Linked DNA regions of Mus musculus: regions 2, 3, 4 and 5 are each linked to region 1. The links are chromatin contacts, called in public ChIA-PET, HiChIP or PLAC-seq and Micro-C maps. All regions are on one chromosome and are shown on one strand. Each heading gives the region's core, a stretch centred on a gene start, on an enhancer-like site or on the middle of the called end of the contact. The rest is flanking DNA. Distances are from core to core; before and after follow the strand shown.

What was found. A called contact is a pair of places that touch in the nucleus more often than the background predicts. ChIA-PET counts read pairs in DNA pulled down with a chosen protein or histone mark. HiChIP or PLAC-seq counts read pairs in DNA pulled down with a chosen protein or histone mark.
Region 2: a contact with region 1 is called in an RNA polymerase II ChIA-PET map of memory CD8 T cells, with 5 read pairs. The contact joins the promoter of Slfn8 here to the promoter of Taf15 in region 1. A contact is called at or near these places in 2 of 115 datasets of contacts at active chromatin or transcription factors (memory CD8 T cells and microglia).
Region 3: a contact with region 1 is called in a Micro-C map of embryonic stem cells, with 2.7 times the contacts expected there. The contact joins the promoter of Hnf1b here to the promoter of Taf15 in region 1. A contact is called at or near these places in 3 of 39 promoter capture datasets (the C10 cell line, liver and pre-B cells), 1 of 484 Hi-C or Micro-C datasets (embryonic stem cells), 1 of 115 datasets of contacts at active chromatin or transcription factors (pancreatic cancer cells) and 2 of 9 other capture datasets (adipose tissue and pancreatic islet).
Region 4: a contact with region 1 is called in an RNA polymerase II ChIA-PET map of memory CD8 T cells, with 14 read pairs. The contact joins the enhancer-like site here to the promoter of Taf15 in region 1. A contact is called at or near these places in 5 of 39 promoter capture datasets (the C10 cell line, the HPC-7 cell line, cranial neural crest and 2 more), 1 of 484 Hi-C or Micro-C datasets (bone marrow-derived macrophages), 9 of 115 datasets of contacts at active chromatin or transcription factors (the 230-238 cell line, bone marrow-derived macrophages, effector CD8 T cells and 3 more) and 2 of 9 other capture datasets (adipose tissue and liver).
Region 5: an H3K27ac HiChIP or PLAC-seq map of microglia shows a contact between it and region 1, with 6 times the contacts expected there. The contact joins the enhancer-like site here to the promoter of Taf15 in region 1. A contact is called at or near these places in 15 of 39 promoter capture datasets (the 3T3-L1 cell line, 3T3-L1-derived adipocytes, the C10 cell line and 10 more), 5 of 484 Hi-C or Micro-C datasets (B cells, the C2C12 cell line, the N1E-115 cell line and 2 more), 23 of 115 datasets of contacts at active chromatin or transcription factors (the 230-238 cell line, CD8 T cells, the HPC-7 cell line and 16 more) and 5 of 9 other capture datasets (adipose tissue, embryonic stem cells, embryonic tail and 2 more).

The regions. Positions count from the first base shown.
Region 1 is chr11:83,470,266-83,475,439 of GRCm38.p6, reverse strand. It overlaps Taf15 (TATA-box binding protein associated factor 15), which reads right to left and starts at 2,332. Exons shown (of 16, transcript NM_027427.3): 1 at 2,234-2,332. The coding sequence starts at 2,240.
Region 2 is chr11:83,018,126-83,023,299 of GRCm38.p6, reverse strand. Slfn8 (schlafen 8) reads left to right here and starts at 2,490. Exons shown (of 6, transcript NM_181545.4): 1 at 2,490-2,723; 2 at 3,272-3,387.
Region 3 is chr11:83,849,317-83,854,490 of GRCm38.p6, reverse strand. Hnf1b (HNF1 homeobox B) reads right to left here and starts at 3,622. Exons shown (of 9, transcript NM_009330.3): 1 at 3,099-3,622. The coding sequence starts at 3,442. It overlaps Gm12576 (a long non-coding RNA gene), which reads left to right and starts at 3,860. Exons shown (of 4, transcript XR_388929.3): 1 at 3,860-3,984; 2 at 4,212-5,174.
Region 4 is chr11:83,787,240-83,792,413 of GRCm38.p6, reverse strand. No RefSeq gene overlaps it. Among named protein-coding and RNA genes, the nearest start is that of Gm38934, 21 kb to the left of the region's middle. Within about 2 kb of position 2,948, at least 133 of the 459 cell types and tissues checked have an H3K27ac peak or open chromatin away from gene starts, as enhancers often do. A contact at or near this core is called in the HPC-7 cell line, bone marrow-derived macrophages and memory CD8 T cells, where this site is marked.
Region 5 is chr11:83,734,036-83,739,209 of GRCm38.p6, reverse strand. No RefSeq gene overlaps it. Among named protein-coding and RNA genes, the nearest start is that of Wfdc21, 10 kb to the left of the region's middle. Within about 2 kb of position 1,934, at least 57 of the 459 cell types and tissues checked have an H3K27ac peak or open chromatin away from gene starts, as enhancers often do. A contact at or near this core is called in the 230-238 cell line, B cells, CD8 T cells and 4 more, where this site is marked.

The DNA.
Region 1 (5,174 bases), core at 1,083-3,582:
ACTGCACACACTAGGACTTTTCCCTTTGTTCATTCCTTCACTGATAGTCCTTCAAATCTATAATTAATCTGTAAAACCAAGATTTATAAGGATTTCAGTTTTCATTATCTGGCTAACAGGTGAAGGATTCACTTGTCCTTAGATTTGCAAGACCTATACTCTCTATCAGTTAACTGCCAAAATAGCTCTATGCATACCACACTGGCTTCTACATTTTTACCATGGGTCTTTCTGCCACAGCAAACATCTAAATAAGTCAATTAAATTTCTAAGTGTAGTCTGGAATGTTTAAAGGATGTAGCTTATTAATAATACTAGTTACTTACAGGGGGGGATTTATTCTGTTAAGTGTATTAATTTAACACACATTAAACAAGTCACTTATTCAAAAGTCAAGGTATTTCATATACATCACAAAACATATTAAGTTGTATATAACAGTAAGAAAAAAATCCTAACTTAAGCCTTTAAATTTAAATCTTTCATTGAAATTACTCAGTCCTATAAAAATGTCATTGTCTTATATAAATAATTACAATAAAAAACCAACAGTGTGGACCAAATGTAGCAAGCTTGCAATGCCACTCAGGAAGCTGTTAAAAGATGATGAGTTCAAAGCCAGCCTAGGACACACTGGAAGATCCTGTCCCAAACAATCCCTGAGCACTGCTTACACTGAATCTTGGTAATTCCTACATGAAGAGAGCTATTTAATTTTCTAAGTCACGGTTAACCTACATATACCCTTCCTAAGGATGCACTTGTACATCCTTTTCTGGACCTTTACCTGGAAAAAATATGCCAATTTCTCCTCTGGAACTAATAATCCCTTGTTTGAACAAAAAGCAGAATTTAAAAAGAGCTAACTTCACTTCAGCCTAGCTTTTTCCACCATACAGGTACCCTACCCAAAAAGATGAGATTTCTAGCTCCTCAGTATCATTGCTAATCTGAGGGAAGACCATCATTCTCTGTCCCGTCTTTCTCGCTCCTTTTGAATCTTCTCCAATTGCAGATTTGATCATACACATCCCTCCAGGTGGACTGGGAAAACCTTTAGAAAAGGATTGCCAATTAATTAATAAAAGGGCAAATCTTCCAAGCATAGTGGTGCACACCTTTAGTGCCAGCGGTTAGGTGGATCTGTGAGTTTGGGGCCAGCCTGGACTCCATATCGAGTTCCAGTTGAGCCAAGGATACCTCATGAGATCCTTTCTCTCATAAGTAGGTGAAAAACTACCAAAGTCATTATGTCATCTCAGCCATATGGCTTTAGGCAATGTTTTCCTCAGAAGTAAAGAACTCTCGTTCTGGGTCTGTCTTTGCCACCTGTAAGTGTAGCCCAAAGAAAGGACCTTATGTGGTCAACTGGAACTGTTAGAATTCAGAGGACTTTTAAGTTCTGGTTTAACAGGACCCAGACTGCCTGTCCGGAGGGGGGAAAGCCTCACTTCCACACAGCAGTGGCCTCTATAAATACTAATTTGAGGAAGACGCTGTCCTTGGTCTCTAAAGTCTTAAGGGAAATGCCACGAAGACCTAAAAGTGCTCGTCAGTAACTGGCAAGGCTTAATTCTAAGTTCAGGAGATTAACAAGTGGAGGAGGGAGTACAAAGGTGAAGCCCAATAAACAAACACCGCCCCGCAACCCCAATGGTTACAGCAGAGGGAATGACCGTAGCGCGACTTCGGGTAAGGCAAAGTGCTTCGAAAAGGGCTCCCAGAGCGTAAGACTCCCACCTGATGAATGGGTGAGTCAGGAAGGCCCAGCTCCACTTCTCGGATGGGGAAACAGAGGAACGAGGTGGCGAGACGACCGGCCGGAGGCCTCGCTGAGAGATCTGAGTCGGCGCGGAGGACCCGAAGCCCCCAGTCCTCAGGCTGATGCTCAGATCTCGGCTCCCCCCGCCCTTACGATGGCGTAGACGGGCCTCCGCCCCCCCCCCAACTCACACACACCCTCCCCGGGGAGCTGCTCATCTCCCCAGGTTCCAAGGGCAGGATCAAAAGAGCTCCGGGGCGCTCCCGCCGTGATTTGTAGCCAGGGAGCGTTGGGAGCGTGCGTGCCTCCGGTCCAACATGGCGGCGACGCGGCCGCCCCCCTCCCTCCCCCCACCCCAGCCTCCCTCAGGCCGGAGTCTTTCCCTCGCGGCCCTCCGGTGGGCGGGAAGACGGCCAGAACCCACCGGACCCCTTCTCGCCGCTGCCGCTGCTCGCTGACGGAGTCACCTACCCGACATGACTAACAGCCGCGGCGCGGAGCCCCGCCACGGCCCGCGGAGAACAAGGAAAACGAAAAGCCAGGCGGCGCGGCTGCTGGAGCTGCTCTGAGGGCGGCGCGGCGGGCTGAGGCCGACTGCGGGCCCTCGGCAGCCAATCAGCGCGCGGCAGGCGATACCACTGCGCCGAAGCCGGAGGGGTGATTCCACGCCACTCCGTTCCGCCGAGCCTTAGAGTCCTCCCGGATCTCCCCTCCGCGACCGTACCATTATTGAGAGGGAATTGAGAGAGGAAAGTACCAATGCCCTCCTGGGGCTAGGGGAGGAAAGCGAGCCAGCTCGCTCCGCCCCATTCACAACCCCAGTTCTAGTTTTACCGGGTCTGGTAGACTTTGAAGCTATGAAGCGAAAGACGAGGCTCCCCTTTTATAAATAAGAACTTAATGCCTGGGAAAGTCGATTCTTCCTTTAAAATCGGGAATGGTGTGGTCGGCCTCGCTCGGGCTCTTGCTGCAGAACTTGAACCACTTGGGGGCGTCCCGAGTCTGGGCAGCGAGCGGAACGAAAGTCGTGACAAGCTCCATACCTGATCGCCTCCGGGGCTGTTATAACCACCTTGTCCAATAAAAAAATCGAAGTGAGACCAGAACAAAAATGTGACTTCAGTCTAAGTCACGCGCATAACTGGCTCCGGGAATAAGGAGACACGGGAATGGATCTTTCTTAGTCCTCTGTAACAGCTAACTCTTAAATTGTCAGCGCCTTACATCATCTCATTTAATTCGCACAACAGACTGATGAAATAGTTTCCCCCAGTTGCGGATACAGCCGGATAGCCTGAGGCTAACCAAGGGCAAAGGTGGAATTTTGAAGCCTGGTAACCAGACCCTGTTGCTAAGGGGTTTTACCGGAAAGCCGTAGAGTAAGCTCAGTTGGGAAAAGGGCTTGGAAAACTCGAGAATCTGCAAGGACATTTCCCCGAGTGAGTGACACCTGAACGAAGACCTGGGTGATGAGTTATTCAAGTTGAATTGGGCAAAAGATCTGTCCAGACTTGGTGTAGAACAAGTAATTTGATATGTTTGAAGTGTAGCCTCCAGGGGAGAAAAGTTGAACTTGCCAGAAAAGTAGGAGGGTATATAGCTGAGGCCTCTTAGTTTGAACTTTGTCCTGAAGGTGGTGGATCCACCCACTAGAGAACTTCAAAAGGTGGAGATTAGATATGTATTTTCCAGCTGTAGAATGAAGAATAGGTTGGAGTTGCGAGGTGCCTAAAAGTGGGAGAGAGAAGCGAGACTAAGAATTTTGCTCAGTGATCCAAGCCTGGCCTAACATGCTTGAGTCCCTGGGCTCAATTCCCAGCACTGATAATTTTTAAAACCAATTGAGGTAGCATGGCCCAGTACTAGAAAGTGGAATCAGGAGGACCTCTGAATTTGAGGCCAAACTGGTATACATAGTGAGTTCCAGGACACACAGGACTGCAGAGGGCCTTTTTTATTTTTGTCTTAAAACAAAATATTTTAAGCAGGAAGATCACTTGAGTGGCTTAATAATAATGCTAGTGAGAGAGATCGCAGTGCACTGGACTCATAAAGTAACTGCAGAGGGAAGTGCAGAAGTCACAGACACTTAGGAGGCCATGAAAGCCTATGCAAGAAATGGCCAGATAGAGGTGTCCTGCACTGTGACAGGGACCAAGCGGAAAAGACTAGAATGGAGCAAAGAAAGGGTAAGTTCAGAATTGATACCTTCAGGTCAGAAAAGAGCATGAGGTCCTTTCTCCTCATTGTATCTGTATAGACAGAGGATTTTAGGAACCTTTAGACAGGACCAAAAGGCAAGGCTAAAGAAATAAAGAAATAAAAGTTCTTTCATGACTATGAGCCATGGTACTTTAGCATCTGTATCGAGGAGAGGAACCCAGAGAAGAGCTTATGCAATTGTAGAGAACCAGGCTACAGGAGAAAGAAAGATCTTCTGGGTTCTAATTTTGTTTTTGTTTTTAAGAAAGATATACAGAGTATTGCTCATCTTTGACAGTGTAAGTTTATATCATTATCCAGTTTCCATTTCCTAAGATCTACTCTGTGTGTAGAACCTGGGAAACCCTAGAGATAGAGAAAGAAACCCAGCCTGCTGGTCTCAGAAACTGCAGTCACATAATATAATAGGCAGGGTGCAGGCCTGTGGTCCCTACCAGACTTGAATGTTCCAGGGGTGGAAAGTGTTCTAAAAATAGGACACTTCATCCATAGGAAGGTAGCCTTATGAAGGAAAGCCTCCTGCATGAGGTGCTGCCTAAACTGAGCTATAAAGAAAGATCAGGAACTAGCCAATAGGTTCTCCAAGGCTAGCAGCTGTGATAGAGCACTTTGGGTAATATAAGTGCCCCTGATTGGGTTGTCAATGGGGTTCAGGGATGATGGAAGATAGAAATGGGGGGACCGAGGTGGACATTTGGACATGGAGATGCATGTGCATAATCCAAGCCAGATGGAGGCTGAGGCAGGAGGATCCTAAGTTTGAGGCCATCTTGGATGACAAAAACCCTAGAGAGAAGCGTGGTGGGGGACAGGCTACTTCCTGAAAGGTCCCGTATGCTTTATGGAGGATTTTGAATACTATTTTTTTTAAATGGGAACTTCAGGGCCAGCGAAATGTCACATCAGGTAGTCAGTTACTGTCATACTGAAAACCTAAGTTCTATCCTTGGGTCCTGCACTATAGGAGAGAATTGACTCTTGCACATTGTCCCCTGACCTCCACATGCATAAATAAACGAACAAATAAGAAAAGTGGAAGCTTCTGAGGAAGTTAATTTAGGAATGACAATTAGTTTTCTATATCCATCATCTCTCATTTTCTGGGCAGGCTTGTGAAATAAGAGTCTATATTTTGTAGATGATAACCCCAAAACCCAGAGAGGTGAGCACTTTTATCAAGGACACACGG
Region 2 (5,174 bases), core at 1,241-3,740, 450 kb after region 1:
GAGGAAGAGGAAGAACAAGAAGAGGAACAGGAAGAGGAAGAGGAAGAAGAAGAACAAGAACAAGAACAAGAAGAACAAGAAAAAGAAGAACAAGAAGAACAAGAAGAAGAACAAGAAGAAGAAGAAGAAGAAGAAGAAGAAGAAGAAGAAGAAGAAGAACAAGAACAAGAAGAAGAACAAGAAGAAGAACAAGAAGAAGAACAAGAAGAAGAAGAAGAAGAAGAAGAAGAACAAGAAGAAGAACAAGAAGAAGAACAAGAAGAAGAAGAAGAGGAAGAAGAAGAAGAAGAAGAAAACAACAAAGAAGCCATTCTCAATTCTCTATGTCCTTGTGATTGTGGGTTAAGATGAAAGCACTCAGCTACTGCTACAGCATTGTTAGTCCCACTGAACAAGAATGAGACCACTACCTCAGTTTTTAAGGCAAGTTTGAAGCAAGCTTTATTAAATATGGCCAGGTCCATGCCTGGCATTCCCAGAGAATGACTGTAAATTACATTAGACAGGGGTTTATAAAGGCCCTGTCAGGCTTGATTATGTTGGTGCTGCAGATGCAGCCCCTTCTGCAATGCAACTGCCACTGTTGCTGCTGCCATCTCATGGGACAGCAGGGACAACTGGCAAGGGGAGGGGAGGGAACCACTCCCTTGAAGTGTATGCTATCTGGGCTATTGTGGATCCTCCTGGTCTTCCAGCTTCAGGATGAGCATCTCCTGTCCTAGCCAGAGCATGGGCATGCCTGGTGCACACAAGCATGCACCTGTCTCCCACTCTGTGAACCAGCCGGGGTTGGAAATGGAGCAAGTCAAATCTCCCGTGCTGATCAGGAGTGGGATTGCGCCTATAAAGAGCCATCTACTCTCTTTACATTATTTCCTACAATGCCAATCCCTAGAGCCTCTCCCCAGCTCCTAAGTCTGATGCTCTCCATTTCATTCTCAGTTTTTTTCCTGGGGAATCAGCTCTGCTTGCCCATAGTCTGCAGCCTAGAGCTGGGGCTCCTCTGTTTCCCTATTCATTTGGCCTGTTTGCACAGCCTGAGCACCCACACGTGGCACTTGTGGCACTGGCCTGAAGCTGCCCTAACACACTTGCTTTCTGACCTCCCCTCGCCCCTGGCCCCACCACGCCCTCAAGCCACTGCTGTCAGCCCTCTGATTTCTTTCCATTCTGGTCCACATCAACTCGAAGCCATGTGTACACTAGACAAAACTCTGTCATTTGTCTCTTTGGGTGTGTATCTCTTCATGTGTTTTTATCTACTGATACAACCTGTCAAAGTCACTTAACAAGATAAGGTTTTTGTTCTATCCTGCCTTAGTAAATAATGATTTGTAAACAATATGAGGTTAAAGATCACTGTCTTTTATAAATATATGTTTACCCTTATTTCTTAACTGCCATTAAGTTATAGTGTACCCTATTTGCTAGTACATTCTCAAACAAGTAATTAAGCAATCACAGGTCGTCTAACTCAGATATGCTCAATAGAGACTACTGTCAAACTTGTCAGAAATCTGCTAAATGTATTAATTTTTAAGCTCATGACAGACAGAGACTCCCAAAGCCTGAGAGTTATCTTTTATGTTCTCCAAGGAAAAAAGGACACAAGAGTCTACTAGTCTTGGCTGCTGCTACGGCTTGGTTTACACTGTGGACAAACAGGATACCCTGAGAGTCAAATGCCTCATATTGCCTAAGCCAAGGTGGGTCATTTCTCATTTCACACATATCTAACTCCACAGAAAAAAAGGTTTTTGTCTTTTGGCCTTGAAATCTAGACTGACTCTGCCCAAGATGCCATGGAGACCTCAAGTACCTGGGAGCTGTTTATGTAGTGAACCGTACATGAAACTCTGTCATTTTAATTAATACATGACTCCTAGATTATACTTTATTTTCAGATTTCTGACTCCATTGATAGCTAAGGTAACTGTAGCTTGACAGCTAGAAAACAGACGTAGCTCCTTACCCTAAGGGAATCCACCACTGTGTGTGCTCATTAGTACATTATTTAACTAGGTAAGACTGCCAGACTTCTTACAGACTTCACGATAAAGGATCATAAGTTCAGATGTAAGCTTTCACAGATATAACCTGCTCCTTTCTTACCTAAGCTCAGTTTCCAGTGAGTGAACGCTTCGTGTTTCCTCTTCTAGCTATGCCACCGTTCTAACACTGTTCGGTAGAGTTCTTATACATTTGCTTAACCCTAAAAAAATCCCACTATATGAAATATTATGTTTTCTTTGATTGTCCTTTCCACAGCAGGGAACCCCTTCAGGCTGAGAAGGCTATAAGTCCTTGCTACAGTGAGGAGGCCCACGAATAGCTAAGAATGGGGGCTTAGCTGGAAACACAGCAAGACAGTCAGATCCTTCAAAACCAGAAGTGAGCTCAATCTGGCAGCATGCCTGCAGCTGGCCAGAAAATTTGAGCAGTTTCGTTTTCCCCAAAAGCAAGTAACGCAACCACAAGAAGAACTGAGCCAGTTCGCTGTTACCACTGCTAGCCAAACTCACAGTAGAACCAGGGCTGCTTTTCTGGACTTCACAGGCAGGTGACTAGTCCACAAGTGGAACACTACCCGGCCACAGACCAGAAGGATCTTGTCAGGAGGCTGGCTTCTGGAAAGAAAGGGAGACTTACATTCCTGTCTGTTTCCAAATTCTGCTTTCCAAGGTGGCCAGGGAACAGGGATCAAGAGAACTCCACTGGAAGTGGTGAGTGAGGGTCCAGGTGTGACCTTCAAGGGAGCCAGGGAAAGATGGGAGGCCCGGCTCCAGAGGGAAGGGGCTGGAGAAGAGCTCCAGAGGGAAGGGGCTGGAGAAGAGCTTATCTCCTTTTGAAAAAATTTTATCCTGTCTTGTGTAATTTGTATGAAAAGATCCCATAAACAGATTGATTAGTCGGTATATAGATGCAGACAGATAGGTCCATGAGGGAACACTAGCATTTAGGACGAGCAAGGAGGAAAGAGGAAGTGGGGAGAAAGCAGAGACCAAAAGAAACTAAAAACACCAAGAACAATCCGAACGCCCAATATAGCTCAGGTTCACAATTATTGAAGTTTAGTTTCTGAGTTTCAAGCTTTCCAGTATTTAGAAGGCTTCCTATTGGTCTCTGCCCACGGGCGGGAGAGGGTGGGTGGAGAGTCAGGCAGTGAAAAGGAAAGGCTGGAATTCCGCGCCACCTCCGCGCGCTCTGCGCTCTGGGATCCGGAGCAACCAGGACCTGGTGAGACCCTCAGCTCCCCTCCACCTTCCCTGAGGTCCAGCACACCAGAACTGGGACCTGAGCAGCCCAGAAGCCAGGGTGGCACCACTGTGTCTCTCCTGTCTGAAGACCCGGATATTTTCTCAGACTTGGCGACGCGTTCCTTTAAAAGTAGGTGCTGAGGACTGGAGGGGCCTGGGAGTGAAAGGGGATGATTCCAGTGGGTGAGAGACTGACCAGCCCAGCACAGGAGAAGGGGGACCCAGATGGGTGAAGGGATGGGGGAGGGAGGCTGTCTCTGTCACTCTGGCTTGCTCTGGCTGGCAATCTCAACAGGCAGTCTCTGAGCTGGTAGAGCCTGTTACTCTTAGTAGGTGCAAGTTAGAGTACAAGCTTTAGGCCCAAGGTTCAGCTTTGAAATGACAATGTTGAAAGGGATTCTGCAGATGCCACTGAGCGACCCCTCTCTCTAAGATACTGTCTTTAACTGAGCAATGAGCCAAGAGGCAGAAATAGAATAGCTACTATCTCACCCAGGGTTTATAATCCAGAAGCTATGGAAAAGAGCCTAAGACCCTGGGATTTCAGTTTCTCAAATAGCACACCTTCTAAAGCCTGTTTCCTTTCTGTCCCAGTTCTGCCTAAGATGGCCAGTCCCAATTTGTTTTGCCCAGTGTACTGCCCCAGCCCTTCTAGTGTCTTGTGTGTTCCACTCTTACTTTCTACACACAGTCATCAGAGGCCTAATCTTTCACCGACTGTTTATATGATTGTATAAGGGAGACAAGATCACCTTTCTGCAGGTCTCAGGGAATGGTGCCATTACTATAGACCAGCTGTCCCACAAGCCCCTACAATCCTTCAACATTGGCAAACATCCTCTAGTCTGGCCTTATTCTGGGTCACATGACACTTTTAGGATTTTACTCCCTTAAAAAACCTCAATTATATACATCTGGAGAGATGGCTCAGCAGTTAAGATCACTTCTTGTTCCTGCAGAAGACCCAGGTTCAATTCATAGCACCCACACAGCAATGAGCAATTCTCATAATTTTGGTCCCAGGGAATTTGAAGCCCTTTTCTGACCAGGCACCAGGCAGGAGATGTACAGACATACAGACATCTGTAACCTAACCTCTACCAGGCCCACTGCTTGCCTTTCTCCTCTTCTTCACCTTTTCCCAGCTCATGGACCACTGTCATTTCCAAACCTTGGTGCTCAGGATTCTGTTGTTTCAGTCCCTCAGCCTCCTGCTCCATCTTTAAGTTCATTCTGTGCTGGCTCTCTCTCCTCCATGGTATATATTGTTAATATTCCCATCGCAAAGAGAACTATCAATTTCTCTTAATACAAATTTTTCTGTGCCTCTCTCTCTCTCTCTTTCTCTGTCTGTCTCTCTCTTTCCCTCTCTCTTTTAGTAAGTCTATCTAGTGGCCTTTTCTGTACCTAGTTTTCATTTTTTTCATTTCTCAATCCATTGTGACAATTCATAGACTTTTGCTTATTGACATATATGAGCCAAAGAATCTGGGAACTTTTTAAAGTTAAAAGTTATGTCATTTCACCAAACATCCCCCACCCTCCCCTTCTCCTGCCCACAGACAGGGTTTCTCTGTGTAGCTCTGGCTGTCCTGGAACTTACTCTGTAGACCAGACTGGCCTCAAACTCAGAGATCCTACTGGCATGCCTTCAAGCGCTAGGATTAAAGGCGTGCACCATCACTGCCTGGCATTTCCCTACATCATTGAATAAGACTTCCTAATCTCAGTGTGCATTTCTGGTCAGCAGTTTAGATACCTGGAGAATCTCAGCATCTACCCTTGAGCTCCATGCCCAACACCATACTCCTCTTCCTTTCTCCCACCTCTGGGTTTTCACCTTTTTTTCGACATCTTCTTCAAGTATATTCTTCCATCATCTCTTAATTTATTAGAAATATATACCAAGCTGTGATA
Region 3 (5,174 bases), core at 2,373-4,872, 380 kb before region 1:
TATAGCATTTGAATTGTGGCTATTTCAGCAAGCCTTTGCTATCGGATTCGTGAGAAGCCAGGCTTTCGAATGAGATGTTTTTGTGAATTGTAAACGTTCACATTAATGGTACATAAATTAACTAATTCCTCAAGCATTTATTAAGGCCCAGAAAGTAGAACAACATAATGAAATAGTAAGAAAAAAAGCAGAGGAACTGCGTTCCAGTGTCAGACCTGGAGAATTCATCCTGAGCAGGAGGAAAACACGGCAATCAACATTTTAAACATAACCACGTAAATAACAGCGATCGTCTAAAAGCTCATTGTTGGTTAACATTTCCACAGATATTTTTAGGGTGGAAAAACATTTCTAACAGATACGAACCATAGCTTCAAAAGTTAGAGAAAACAGTATTTGGGTTTTAAAAATTACCACTGTATCGCTTTAACAGATCGTTTGGCCATTTTTCCTTTGTTTAGCTTCTTTACCGGTTATTCTACGTACCTAAAAAAAACCTAGCATAAGAGTGTGTTCTAAACGTGAGTGGTTCCGTGAAAAGGGGAATTAACAGCGAGATGATTAAGAAAAAAGAAAAACAAAACAAAAGAAAAACCGTTGAGACAAAACCTTCAGGCCCTGAATTAAAAATATTTGAATTGGGGGTTAAGATGGCGTAGTTATATCTTAAAAAACAAAAAAAAAAAAAAAAAACCTGAAAAACTAAAAAAAAAAAAACTTCTCGGATCCCAGAATGCCCCGCATATTCCCTACGGAAGAGAGCTCTGAGGCCCAGGTAAAGAGTTATTGGGAAATACAGTTTCCTCCCTAGGAGAAACTCGCTGTAGCGAGGAGCGCTCGGCCTTTGTAGAGCCAGCGCAGGTGTCAAAAGCAAACCCACAGTGGCCACAACGTCCAGCCCGCTCCTTCCTCAAGGGTGACTTTGCTTCCCAGGAGCAGAGACTCTCTGGGTCCCGGCTCGCGGGGAACCAGGGGCCTTGGTCCCTAGGTGGCCCACCAGGTCTCCTAAGCCCCTGGGGCACACCAGCCTCCGACCCGCAGCCGGGGAGCGCGCGACACCGCCGTTTGCAACCCTCCACTCTGGCCAGGTTCTTCCAGCCAGGGTAAAGGCGACCAGGCGCGCCACCGAGTGACCCTCCTCCCCCGCACACCTTTCTTTTCTTTCTGACTTACAGGGGAACAAGGGGGTGGAGCGGGAAGAGAAAAACAAAAGAGAGTGCCCGGTACCCTGCAGTCGGCTGCGCGGTGACCTGCGAGCCGCTAGCAATTTCTTGAAAAATTACTTTAATAAAGTCAGACGCTCCAGGCCCAGGGGAGGGAAGGCGGCACCAGCTTGCGAATGGGACAGAGCTTCAGGGTGTGCCCTGGGTCCTCACCCCAGCTAGAGTCTGGGCTCCTCTCCTTCTGCTCCCCATGGCTTGGGGGTGGGAAGAAGGCCCAGGTCCTAAGACCCCCGACTCAGAGACTCTGCGCCCGCAGAGCTCTGCGGGTGTCGGCTTCCCAGAGCAGCGCGGGGACCTGGGGGTGCGTCCCGTACCTCCGCGCGTGTGTCCGGCGAGCACCCCCTCCTGCGTTTTGATTTCCTTCCCTTTCTAAGCCGAGTTTACAACTTCACCAATGAATAACCCGCCTCTCTTTTCAACCTAATCACGTTTTGTGTACTTTCTGTTGATGATTTATAGGAATAAATTAATAACACCCCAACTCCACGTGCTGCAGTTTATGTTACATCTCCGCTCTGTCCAGCCCGGGGTGGGGACCACGGTGGAGAGGCGCCCTCGGCCTCCCGGGCTTCCCTAAGTCGGCTCCGAGGCGAACTAGACAGTGGCTCTCAGGAGGAAGGACCTAGGCCCCAGGGGGCTGGCGACGGGATGCCGGGTCCCTGAGCCAGGCCCCAGGATAAATTTTCTGCCAGCCTGCCGTCCCAAACCTTCCGAGGGGCTCGGTACCTCAGTCTGTACCCTCTACCCCTGACACCATCCAGGCCGCTAAACTCAGCCAGAGGGGGAAAAAAAAAATCATTGCTACGTGGAGAAACAGCAACGAAAGAAACCCAAGCTTTTAAATTAGAGCAAAATCATTTTAGGGGTTAAAAAAACAAAAAAAACAAAAAACTTTTAGAAGTCCTCCAGATTGCCTTGGCTAGAGGGCGAGCGGCCGGGTCCCCAAAGCGCAAATTCAAATGCAAGGTCATATCCCACCCCAAGCGCGCGCTGCAGGAGAGGAAGCCGAGCCAGGGAGGCCGCCACAGTCACTCCGGAACTCTGAAACTTTGAAGCCGCAGGGCTTAAGAGTCAGAGGCCACGCGAGGGGCTCCTTTCTGAAGCCAAGTGGCCCCGGAGCGACGCGCAGTCTAAGGGAGCCGCTTGGCTCCTTGGATAATTAGTAACTAGCTGTCAAAGCGTAGGCCCGGGCGAGAGGACCGGCAAGTGATCCCAGCCACCGGAGGGACCGCCAGCCAGCCTGGGCTCCCCTAAGCCTGCTGGGGTGTCGTTAGTGAGATGCGTACACGCCCACCTCTGCAAAAGGGCATGGTGGTCTTAGGAGCACCTATTCTCTCTCCCTTTGTTCATGGTTTCTTTTGCCCGGCACTGGTGACCCTACAACAAACTTTCCACTTTATAATTCTAAACTTGGCTCTGTAAGGACACAATCAGAGAACTTGCTTCCCAGGCCTCGGCCACTGATGCTGCCAGGTCTTTTGCAGAGAACTGCAGATCGCAGGGATTAATACGTGGCTTGGGGTTTGGGAAGTTTGGTGGGTCCGGGGGCAATTGCAGCCTTTTCGCTGCACCCACCAGCCCCTCTGGTCATGTGACCTAAGGCTCCGCACCTTCGGTTCTCGTGACTGGGTACCACCAACAAAGTGCCTGGGTCCAGGCTGCCCGCATAGGTGGAGGCAGACGAAGCCTGGGGGTTCCAGGTCGCCCGGTGGAGGGCCAGGTTCAATAGTTAGCAGAGAAGCGGAGTGCCCCCGGGCTATTTTTCCCGTGGGGAAGGGGCTTGGGGAGAGCAGTGTACACCTCATGCCTCCGGTGAGGGGCCGGGGACTCCAGAGACTGCTCGGGCTCCAGGGCGTACCTCGCTCGCTTGCCTACCTGAGCATCCGGTCCACCTCGGCCCGCTGCTCCGCGGCCTCCTCGGTGTTGAGCGCCTGGAGCTCTTTGAGGATGGGAGGAGTGTCATAGTCGTCGCCGTCCTCTGAGCCCTCGTCCCCAGACAAGCGGCCCTTGGCGTGGCCATTGGTGAGAGTATGGAAAACCGGCTTGGTGTCGAGATCCGCCCCGCTCCCGGGGGACAGGGGCAGTGTCTCCAGCTTCACCCCGAAATTCGGGGACGGCAGTAACTCCTCCAAGGCCTGGATCAGCACTTCCTTGGTGACTCCGGAGCTCAGCAGGGCACTCAGGAGTTCTTGCTGGAGCGACGTGAGCTTGGACACCATTTTCCAAGGACGGAAAAAGAAGGGGTTGAGGGGATGGGTGGGTGTGAGAGAGGAGGGTGGAGGGGAGTTTTACAAGAGAACTCCAAGTCCTGGAACCCCTCCACCCTTTAGCTTTCAGACACCTGTTACTCTCTGGGGTCCCGGAGACTCCTCCGAGAGGAGTCAGAAAACTTCTAACTTGCCATGATCTCCACCATTAGGCCATATAAGATATGCAAATGAGTGGGAAGGGCTCAGCTTTCGGCAAGATGCAAATGGTGGTGGGGAGGGGGGAAAAACCGAGAAAGTGGGAGAACCTAAGGGACAGTCCAACGGAGCGAGAGACTTGGGCCGGGATTGGGACTTGCCAGAGCCCATTCTACTCACGCTGGGGGGCTCCAAATCTTCTCTACCGATTCTGTTTATCAGCCAAACTTTAGGTGACCTTTGGACTGGTAAAGCAAGCGGCTTGCAGCCTGGGCTGGGTGGGGGTGGGGGACCTTTCCACTAGCGACAGGTTCGGCTTTAGTCCAGAAAGAAGAAACTGCGCTTCGGGGGTTCAGGTGAGAGAGCTGGACAAAGTTGGGGTGCCTTGGCAAGGGGGAGGGGGGGAGGGTGAGGAGAGCAGAAAGCCTCCAGGTTGTCTGCAGGTAGCAAGCCTGGAGATGTAGTCAGATGGTGGCGAATCAGATTCTTTGGGAATGGGCGCCAGGAATAAGAGTGGCTTTAGGCGCGGTTACAACGAATTGGAGGGACCCCATTTCTTTTTACCTCGGTTACTGCTCTCCAGGTCCTCCTCAGCTCCGCCTGGTAGTTTGGATTTGCCGGATTCCTGACCAGGACCGCGCGTTGTTAACGTGCTAGAGGCCTGCGGGACCCTTGAAAGGAGACGCCGATTCGTTTATGGCCAGAGGGAGTAGCGAAAGTGGAGCTCTGCCGCTGCAGGGCTCACCAGCTACCTGCCCCGCCAAGCCAAGGGGGAGCAGGACACCTGGAGCTCGCCTTCTGCCTAAACCCGGAACCCAACAGCGCCTGAGCTCTGCACCCAAAACTAGGGCTACGGAGTCTCCTTTCTAGTAGTGAATGTGTAGATTGACCTGTGGCTGGACCGACTGTTGCAGCTCTGGATTACCCAGGACCACTGTTTTGGTTCTTAATTCTAGGAAGTCCGTTGTACCGGGAGTTAAGAATCGCGCTCTATAAACACAAGTTCACTGTGGTGGTGGCAGGAGTCTTGTATGCCACCTAGAGCAGGCACCCCTAAAGCCACTGAAGAAAAAAAAATGTTTTTTCCCCCACCCAGGTCTGGTCCGGAAGGAAGCTCTGAGCCTTTCGGCACAGCACGGCAGGAGTTTCTGCCACATCTCCCCTGGGACCCGGAGAGGAAGCAAGGAGGCACAAGCCGCACCCAGACCTCCAGGCAGGGACCTGAGCTGCAGGGAAGGAAACTGCTTACACACACACACATACACACACACACACACACACACACACACACACACGCACACGCACACGCACACGCACACGCACACGCACACGCACACGCACACGCACACGCACACGCACACGCACACGCACAGGCACACACATTTCCCCAGGGTAGAGGCGGTTTTGAACCTCGGTTCTCTCATTTGTGAAATATATTCCTAATATCCAGGATACAGAAAAGCTGTAGACACGGAAGAAGACCACCTGTGCAAAGCTGGCTAACACCTGTGTACACACTTCCCCTGTCTGCGAAGATGGCAGGCCT
Region 4 (5,174 bases), core at 1,699-4,198, 320 kb before region 1:
AAACTACGGAATTACTAGGCCTGTGCCAGTTCTGAGTCTAAAACTGCTCAAGTGAAGAAGAGGTCACTATAACCTGACTTCAAAATTTATTTTCTGACATGTTAAAAATTGGACAAGGGGGCTGGAGAGATGGCGCAGTGGTTAAGAGCATTGGTTGCTCTTCCAGAGGACCCAGGTTCGATTCCCAGCCACCCACATGGTGGCTCACAATAGTCTATAACTCCAGGTCCAGGAGAGTCAATGCCTTCTGCTAGACTCTGCAGGCACCAGCATGACTGAGTGCACACACATACATGCAGGAAAAACACCCAAACACATAAAGTAAAAAAATTAAAATGGACTGGGCAGTGGTGGCACATGCCTTTAATCCCAGTACGTGGAAGGCAGAGGTAGGCAGATTTCGAGGCCAGCCTAGTTTATAGGTGTCCTGAATTCCAGGACAGCTACGACTATATAGAGAAACCCTGTCCCAAAAAAGAAGAAAAAGAAAAAACAAAAAGGGAAAAAAGAAAGAAAGAAAAGAAAAGAAAAGAAAAGAAAAGAAAAAACTTGCTGCCAAGCCCCCCAAACCAAACCAAACCAAACCAAAACCAACCAACCAACCAAACAAACAAACAAAACCAAAACCAACCAACCAACCAACCAACCAAACAAACAAACAAACAAAAACCCTGAAGACTCTATATAAAAATATTAATGATGTGGGTTCTGCACAGTGTCGGTAATATCCTGCAGATGCTTCCTGAATTTAGAAGACACCAGTGGTGCCCCTCCCGACATGGGTAGTGCAGTGAGACCCACCGGGCTCTGACCCTTCCCAGTAACTCAGCTCTTGCTCTTTTAAGATAATTACCTTTTCCTTATCACTTAGGAATTCAGAAAAACATTAGTGTAAGGGAAAAAATGCAGGGGCTGGTGCGTTGGCTCGGAGGTTAAGAAGCCTGAAATAAGTCACCACATAGAGTTCCAGGCCAGCCAAGGCTGTGTAGTGAGACCCTGTCTGGACAAACAGACAAACAAGAGCATCGGCTGCTCTTGCAGAGGATCCAGCTTCCACATGGTGGTTCACAGCCCAGGGGACCTGATGCCCTCTTCTGGCCTTCCTGGCCTCGCACATAGTACATAGATACACATTCAGAACACTCAGACATGTAAAAATTAAAAAGAAAAAAAAGACAAAATTACCCATTGTCTCAGCTTGCAGAAATAACCTTCTAATACAATGGAAAAAAAACTCTTTGCAAACTGTCAATTGTTGTTATAATATATATGTATATAAATGTGTGTATATACATTATTATATTACATTAATACACACACACACACACACACACACACACACATATATATATATATATATATATATATATATATATATATATATATATATATATTACTTTTTTCCTTAACACTATAGTCCAAGCATAGTCCCCCCTTTTTAAAGTTTATAAACGGCATCTCACTGAATAGTCCTGGAACCCTCTATGTAAATCAGGCTAGCCTTGAACTCACAGAGATCCTGCCTGCTCCTGCTTACAGAGTACTGGGATTAAAGGTGTGCACTATCATGCCTGGCAATTTAAAAATTTTCTATATCTAAACCATTCTCTAACATTGTTAAAGTAGAGAAACCTATATAAAGAGTTTAACCCAGCTGTTGGTCTGCCTTTGATTTCATCTTGTCAAACACAATGAAGTGTGTGTTCACCCACATGTCTTGGTCTCCATTCCTGGAGAAGGCTGGACAAAGTATTTCTGGGTTGGAGGCTTTTTTTTTTTTTTTAATTTATTTTTTTGCATTGGGATGCTGGCAGGCTTTTCTCAGAAGGATGGAACCTGAGTTTCTTCAGATCTAAAGGTCGTGGCAGGATACATTCTGTATGCACGTGGGGCTGGGGCTGGGGCTGGAAATGGCTCAGACTCCGAGGCTTTGGCCAGTCCATCACCTTCATCATTTCATGCTGACACAAAGCAAAACAACGCAACAACACAAAACCAACCTTCTCAGAAGTCCTATCCTGTCTCCTGTTACAGCTTGGAGAGTGTCTGTCATCAGGCACATTCTGGGAGACTTTCCCTTTATCTAAAGGGGTCAAGAGAGACTTCTGGAAAAGCACCTGTCATGGCCCAAGATGATTCTGGGTCAGCTGATTGAGGGAAGGTTTGGAAAAGCTTCCTGGCTTGGGGAAAAAGGTGGTGCCCACTATGCTACCTGCAGTCTACTTAGCATATCAGACCCCAAGCATCATGCCTGCCCTGTGTTACAGAGAGCACTATTACATAGGACACCAAGGGGGGGGGGGAGAAAGAGAGAGAGAGAGAGAGAGAGAGAGAGAGAGAGAGAGAGAGGCAGAGAGAGCAGAGAGAGCGAAACAGAGACACAGGGAGAGACAGAGTGTGTGTGTGTGAGAGAGAGAGAGAGAGAGAGAGAGAAAGAGAGAGGCAGAGAGAGCAGAGAGAGCGAAACAGACACAGGGAGAGACAGTGTGTGTGTGTGTGTGTGTGTGTGTGTGTGTGTGTGAGAGAGAGAGAGAGAGAGAGAGAGAGAGAGAGAGAGAGAGAGAGAGATGTTTGGAAAAGTTTGTGGGTAAACTGTGCCAAGCCTGATGACCTAAGTTAGATCCCTGGGATTCACAAGGTGGGAGAGAGCTATCCTCTATACATTGTCCTCTGACCTGTGCAAGCGTACTTTTAAGCTCTCCCTCCCCTAAGCAAAACTGATATTAACAAGCTCTATGCTTTAAGAAATAGCCCTGCCCCAAATCCCTGTAATTTACTCCCCATCCAAGCTCCATTCAAGCAGCAAGCAGCTGTGTCATCTGCTCTGCTTCCCAGCCCCACTTGAACCTGCGCTGCCTTCAATGCTAGCTAGCATAAGCTTCACTTAGACGCTTCAGGGAGCCAGCATCGGGCATTGACAGGAAGGCGCATGCGTCCCGACCGTGATCTGAGCATGTTACTCAGAAGTTTCGTAATCTGTGAGTCACAAAACAGGAAGGATAACATTTGCCTCACTGTTAAGTATTGTTCTCAGATGACACGATGCTAGCGAAACTGCCTCATGTATAGAAGATACTCAGGAAATGCATCAAGAATCGATGAGCCCCTCCCAGATGACTGGGGCTCGCGTTCCCTTGTCTCCAGCCCCTTACCACTCCCCTTTTCTATACTCTTGCCTTGCCATGCTTGTGAGGCAGGGCCAAAAGCTCAAGAGATTCTTCTGGTACCTTCTCTGGCACCTTACATACCGTTCTTGTTCAAAGCATTAAGCGTAACCAAGGGTGTTGCTTTTTTTTTTTTTTTTCTTTACATTCATTCCAGGGTGGAAGGTTGTCTCACTGCACGAGAGACATGTTATCCTACAGGTGTCACGACCACCCCCAAATCCAGCCTTTCAGACCAGAGCTCCCTGAACCCATGCCCCCTACAAGCTAAGGCTCAGAGAAGAGCGATGCTTCTCCACTTTGGGCTTCTTAGCCCTCCAGGGCACATTTTCCAAAGCATGAGATATGTTGGGTTGTCATAGTTAGGGGGATTCTTCCTGGCGTCTGGTTAAGTAAGGGGTTTGAGATGTTGACAAACATCCCACAGTGCACCTACAAGGAACCAGCCTGCCCGAGGAATTAACAGTGCCATGGTTGAAAACCTTGACTTAGAGGGGCCCTTCCATAAGGTCAGGGCAAAGCTCTGCTCACAGCCCTCCCCACCCATGGTTCCTAAACCCCTCCTCTTTATGGTGGGGGGACAAGGCCAGGAAGGCCCCACATCCCAGTTACCACGCTCAGCCTCCTCCTGTTTCCACCTGCTGTTCTGCTCTGTTACCTCCTGCCCCTCTAAGATAGCCTGTGTGTCCTACGTGCCACCTGCTGTACAGCTCTGTGGTCACCCCAAGGGTCACCCCCGCCTGCCTCTGCTCAAAGGTTGTCTTCCCAGGGAGAACTTCCTTCACACCTCGTGCCAAACTATAATCTGCCCAGAGCTTTCTGTCCGGCCATGATCTGTTTTTCCTTGCCTCTGGCCCCCGAGACCCCAGGTCACTGACGGTATTAGCTTACCGTCCTGATCAAGTGTGATATCTGCAGGACTTTTTTTTTCCTTGTTCCCTGATATTTTCTTCTGCTTGATTCTTTTTCTTTTCTTTTCTTTTTCTTTTTTATTTTTGAGACAGGGTTTCTCTGTGTAGCCCTGGCTGTCCTGAAACTCACTCTGTAGACCAGGCTGGCTTTGAACTCAGAAATCTGCCTGTCTTTGTCTCCTAAGTGCTGGAATTAAAGGCATGCACCACCACTGCCCTGCACTTGCCTGATTTTTATATATTATATCTTATATATTTGATAAATTCTCCAGATATCTTCTCCAGTGAATGGATGAATGAATAAATGAATGAAAATCCTACTGTTCCAGAGCTGTTCCGTTCTTATGAAGTCAAGCTGACCTGACACTTGTGTCATGTGAGTGCAGTTGCCCTCATAGACCAGAAGAGAGCGCTGGATCCCCTGGAGTGACAGGTGGCTGTGAGCCATTGGACGTGGGTCCTGGGAACCCAACTCAGGTACTTTCCCTTATTATCCCCAACACCTGTTCAGGCAAACACTTAAATGTTATTCTGAGCATCTCATGTAAATGAAAACCTACAGTATACGTGGCTGTCTTCTTTGACTTAGCATAGCATTTAATGGCTCACCCACGATATGGAGTATATTGATATTTCACCTTTTCTACAGCCCAATATTATTCCACCGAGTAGACACACATCATGCCGTTCTCTGGTCGCCAGCAGAGCCGCCGTTGCTAGTTAGGGGCTATCCCGAATGCTGCAGCTGTGGGCACTGCTGTACTTGGTCACATCATTTGTTTGGGGTGTCACCTGGAGTTGCTGAGTCATGTGGTGACTGTGTGGAAATTTTGGAGGGACTGCCTGCTGCGCTTTCTTCCTGGCTTTGTGGATTCACACCCAGCATTGTCTTTCCTCGAGTTATGCCGAGCTTCTTCGGTCCATGCTACCTGACCTCCTCTGCATGGCATACCTGGGAGGCTCCTGTGCCTCCTGAGGGGCACCCTCTATGGCCAACACCTCAGTCACAAGGAAGGGAGTTTCAATATCCCAGGGCTCAGGTTACACGGGCAGCAACTACAATGAAGCCTCGAGTGAGAACCCTCAGCTCCTCCCTTCT
Region 5 (5,174 bases), core at 685-3,184, 260 kb before region 1:
AGTGTCAGGATAGGGCTACTGATATGGAGTTGGTTTTGACATCAATCAGGTTGGGCTATGTCTATCCATGGATACACAAAATAGGGTGTGTGGTGTGTGTGTGTGTGTGTGTGTGTGTGTATGTATGTTTATGTATGTATGTGTGTGTATGTGTATGTATGTTTATGTATGTATGTCTATGTCTATGTGTGTGTATGTATGTTTATGTGTCTGTGTATGTATGCACGTGTATGTCTGTGTTTGTATGTCTGTCTGTCTGTCTGTCTGTGTATGTATGTATGTATGTATGTATGTATGTTTGTGTATGTCTATGTGTGTCCATGTGTGTAGAAGCTTTCATTTAGAATGTCAATGTGGCTTTCTATGTGAGAAGACAGGTTAATACCGTCTCTGAATTTTCCCACTTTACATACATCTGACTTGTATAATAAGGCAAGAGCAGAGTGTTCTGTGCTCAAGAAAGGCTGGGAAAGTGTCTGTGATCTACTCTTCACAGACTTGAGAGCACAGAGCCTGAGCACTAACCATGGAAGTAAGGAAAGCCAGGGCAGAGCTAGGCATGCGCTCACTGGGCTGTGTGGGGTGGGGACCTGGGCAGGGCTTGGTGCTTCCACCTGGTTCCCAGGCTGGGGGAACAGACATGACCAGAGCAGACATGACCATGTCCTTCTTGATATATGATTCCACAGATCCAGGTCCTTTGGCAGCAATCTGCACAGAAATGACACCATGAACACAGACAGACCTCTGAGATATGTCCCTGGAAGGATGATTGGCAGTGAGAAAATGGGTCTGCTCCCAGACAGTATTATTATAGACTGTAGTGAATATATAAAATAATACAGTTACTGACATACCATAGAATATAAATGGGAATAATGCCTACCAAACTACTAATGGTATTTATTTCAAAAACATAAACTTACAGACAGAGCTGATCTTTTGACCTATAGTTTTGTAACACTTTAACTCTTGCATAAAATTGAAAGTTATAGATTAGCATGTATCATGTGTACATACTTGTGTGCACTGTGTGATAGTTCCATTCATATATACATGTAGTGATCAGACCAGGACCATCACCATGCGTGTCAAACACTGATCACCCTGTTTTGGGAACCTTCACTCTTTAATAGTCTTATAGTTACAGATAAGAAATTGGTGTGGACCTCAGAGTGAGGTAGTGTGCTGTGAGACCAAGGATTCAGTCTTCTACTGTGTTTTGGTGCTAATTGTCCAAACCCTTCCTCCCCTATAGTATTCCTAGATAGCTCCTGACAACCTCTGTTCTGCTCTCTACTTTCATGTTATCAACATTTTGTTCCTATAGTGAATGAGAACACACAGCATTTGTCTGCATAAGCCTGGCTTACTTCGATTAACACAGTGTCTTTTGGCTTTGGCCATGTCATTGCAGATAATAGTACATCAGTCTTTTCATGACTACACACAGTCCTACCACCAATATGTAGTTGTGTGTTTATCCACCAGTGGATACCTTGGTTGATTCCACATCCCGGCCATTGTGAATAATGCTGTAACAGGGACTGCAGATATGTTTTTGATATAATGATTTCATCTCATTTCAATGCCCAGCAGTGGGATTGCTGAATCTGATAGCAGTCTTGTTTCATGGTTTTGAGGAACTCTTGTGCTGTTTTCTGTAATAGCTGTACTAATTTACATTCCTACCGAGAGTGCCCAAATGGGAGTTCCCCTTTCTCCACAGCCTCACTAGTTTTGCTATTTTGGGGCTTTCTATAAAAGTTGCTCTGACTGGGGTGAGATGGTGTCTCCTGTGGTTTTGATTTGCATTTCCATGATTTCATCACTTTGTTTTGTACCTATCGATTCATTACCAAGGGCCAACTAAAGGCAAAAACTGCTTTGTGTCACTACAGCTCTAAACCCCAGTCAAGGGCAGACATCTAATATGCTGGGTCAAGGCCTCTGTCCTTATGTTGTTGCAATAGTAGAAATGCCGGAGTCTCTTCTTGGCAGTGGGTGCTAGGTAATGTATTTGAGAAACAGAGACAAGGGGCAGGGAGCAAGGAGTGGTCCTTGTGACACACATGTGTCCTCTTGAAGAAATGGCTTCCCTCGCTTTAATATTTGTCTGCTTCTGTTACTTATACTTAGAGAATCAACTATCAAGTTTAAGCCTTTCATTATCCAATCAGATAGTTATGGAGGCCCTACCAAAAAGAAAAAAAAACAGAGAAAAGAAAAAGATAAGGACTTTGCATCAATTTGATAGCATGAATGATATGAAGAAACTACGTGGGGCAGGAGAGAAAACCTGAAACATTTCCCGTGGACAGCAGAGAGTGACAATTGGGGATTGTAGTTTATAGAACAGCTATGGTTGTGGTGCATCTGTTCAGAGAAGGGAGGGGGAAAGGTACTAAAGTAATTGTATAGGGGTGTGGTTTCTGCCACACTCTTTCCCCAGTTAGCTCCCAAGTAAACAACACAAAGACATCAGAATTTTTTAACAACCTAAACTGGGCAGGTCCTGAGACTATTATAACCCTAATAGGCTATTAATAACCAGATAAATGCTGGATTACTTGCCAGCTGAGCCTTGATCTGTTCCATATTTGTCTTCAATGTGAGTTTCTTTTGGCCAGTTGCTAATGGTTCTTCCTCATGGTCTATCCTGCCTCATGACAACCGCCTTCTTAGCCTACCGTTTTCCTTCTCTCGCGGTCCCTACCTGTGACCCCCCCCTACTCAATCTCAAGTCCCACTTTTCTCTCTCTCCTGCCCAGTCACAGGCTCTAGCCTTTTATTATCAAATCAGAGATAATTCAGGAGCATTCTTTACAGCACATTGGTGAATAGAATGACCATATCCAGACTGCAACCCCATCGTGGGGCACAGAACTCAGCATTTGAATACACAGTGCACAAGACCAACCTCAACAAAAAGTTGCTGGGGAGAATGGGAACAGGAGGGAGAGCCAAATTAAAGAGGAGCTGCCAACCAGTCTTTTGGGGGTGCAGAGTAGGTCAATGTTTTTATGTTCCAGCATCAGAGAGCAAGCACAGGAAGTATTATTCTGATAGCATGCAGGAGAAGTGAGCACTGTGTCTATCAGTAGAGAGAGACACTGGCATCCTCATGGTGTTGGGAAACCAGAGTGCACACACGTGGTCCTGCCACACCCACCCGCCATGGCCTAGCTATGAGGCTCCTGTGTCTAGGGGGATGAGGCCCAGGTTTTCTGAGTTAATGCTCATGGCTAAATGATGGCTTCACCTTACACATACTTTTTATTTTTAGACTGACAAGATGCTTGAGGAGTGGACTTGTCATCTACAATTCCACTTTCCTGACCATGGAGAAGGAGAAAGTGTGAGGCAAAAGAGAGGATCTCCTTGTCATGGCTCCGCAGTGCTGGGGTGCTGCCTTCCTAAGGTATCTGTGATTTTCCTTTACACAGTTAAAGAGATGACCACGTAGAAGCCAGAACATATCAAACACACAATGCGCCAGGGCTAAAAGTCTAATCTGCTTCTCAATTTCTGATTCATTGCTTCCATCCAGGTGACAGCAATATCACTTCTGAGAAGAGAGGGAAGTCACAGCTTTCCTTGCATCCGAGCTCCCATGCGGACAGTTGCTATTTTAGAGGGGCAGAGGACACTCAATGTGGGGTCATGATGGATGGAGTTGGATGATAAAAGCTCCTATTAGGGTCCAAGAACTTAGTGTCTTTCCCAACACCTCAACCACTTCTAAACTCTTTCTGTGGGGAGGGGAGATCTACTCTCCTGCCTCAATTCTTGGCCATCTCCTCATTTCTCTTTTGTAAATCCCTTTATTTCAATGGTTTGTGTGGTTAGGGCAAAGTGAGCCCAGTTTGGTAACACATTCACAGCACACATGACACCATGGGGAGAATATTCTAGGGTTTAAGTACAGTGGGTTTTTTTGTTCTTATCTTTCCAGACTTATAGCTATTCTGTGGCTTTCCTATTCAGTGGCAGCTGCTGATGGTGGTGGTGTGCTATAGCCTGGAAACAAAGGGACCAGGGCTCAGCAGGGCATTTCAGATTAGGCTTGGCTAAATTAGACACCAGCAGGACTTATTGAGAAAGAAAGGGTTTTTGTTTGTTTTTTAAATCTGGGAAGCATAAGATTTAGCTGAGTAAAGGCACAGGAAGGATGCAGGATGTCATCAGGAAGGATGCAGGATGTCAGGAAAGATGCAGATGTCAGGAAGGATGCAGGGTGTGAGCCAGCTTTCATCCCAGAAAAAGGGGAAAAGCTTCCAGGTAATGAAGAAGAGGGGGAGTTACTGGAACAACACCATCAGAGTGTTTCATTTATAAATCCTCTGACTTCTCCCTGCAATGGCAGGGCTGAGTGGTTGCCAAAGAAACCTATGGTTTACACAACTTATCATCTGAACTCTCTGACATTTCATAAAAACATGCACTGATTCCAGATACCAATAATAAGGAAATATTTGAAAAACGTAAACATTGTATGGTGGAAAGTAAAACACACTTCTCTCTCTCTCTCTCTCTCTCTCTCTCTCTCTGTGTGTGTGTGTGTGTGTGTGTGTGTGTGTGTGTGTCTTCATGCCTACATTTACAAATACATTATTTGGAATGAGTATGGATAAATATGTATTCACTGAGAAATTCAAATGTTAACCACATCCAAAGGTTCTTATACTTGAAAATGATGGTTCTGAGACAGATCTTTCCCTTGAGAAGGGCAGGGGAAATCACAAGGATGCAGCTAGATTTCTGCTGCATTTTTAGTAACCACACGATTGGGGAACCATTGGTCTTGGCCAATCACCAGGTGGTAGTTCTGTAATGTTTAAGTAGGAGTTCATGTCACTATATCTAGTGTATGTAACTTAATAAAATGTGTTTTTTAAAAACAAAATCTCAATTGCTTATTTTTTCTGATGAAGACTTGGGAGCCAGATCTTGGGGTGAAAGCCTGCTAGCTCAGAGAGGCAGAGGAAGCACTCAGCTGACCTTCTGCCACAGCTGATGTCCCAAAAGGAAAAGTCTCCTTCTCCACACCATCTCAAAAGCCCCTCAAATTGAATAGCATCGTTCAACTCAGCTGTTCTGGCTCAAACTCCTGACCAAGCTGACTGATTCGATCTGGCTTCTCTCAGCTTCTCACTGAACTGCTTTGCCTGCCC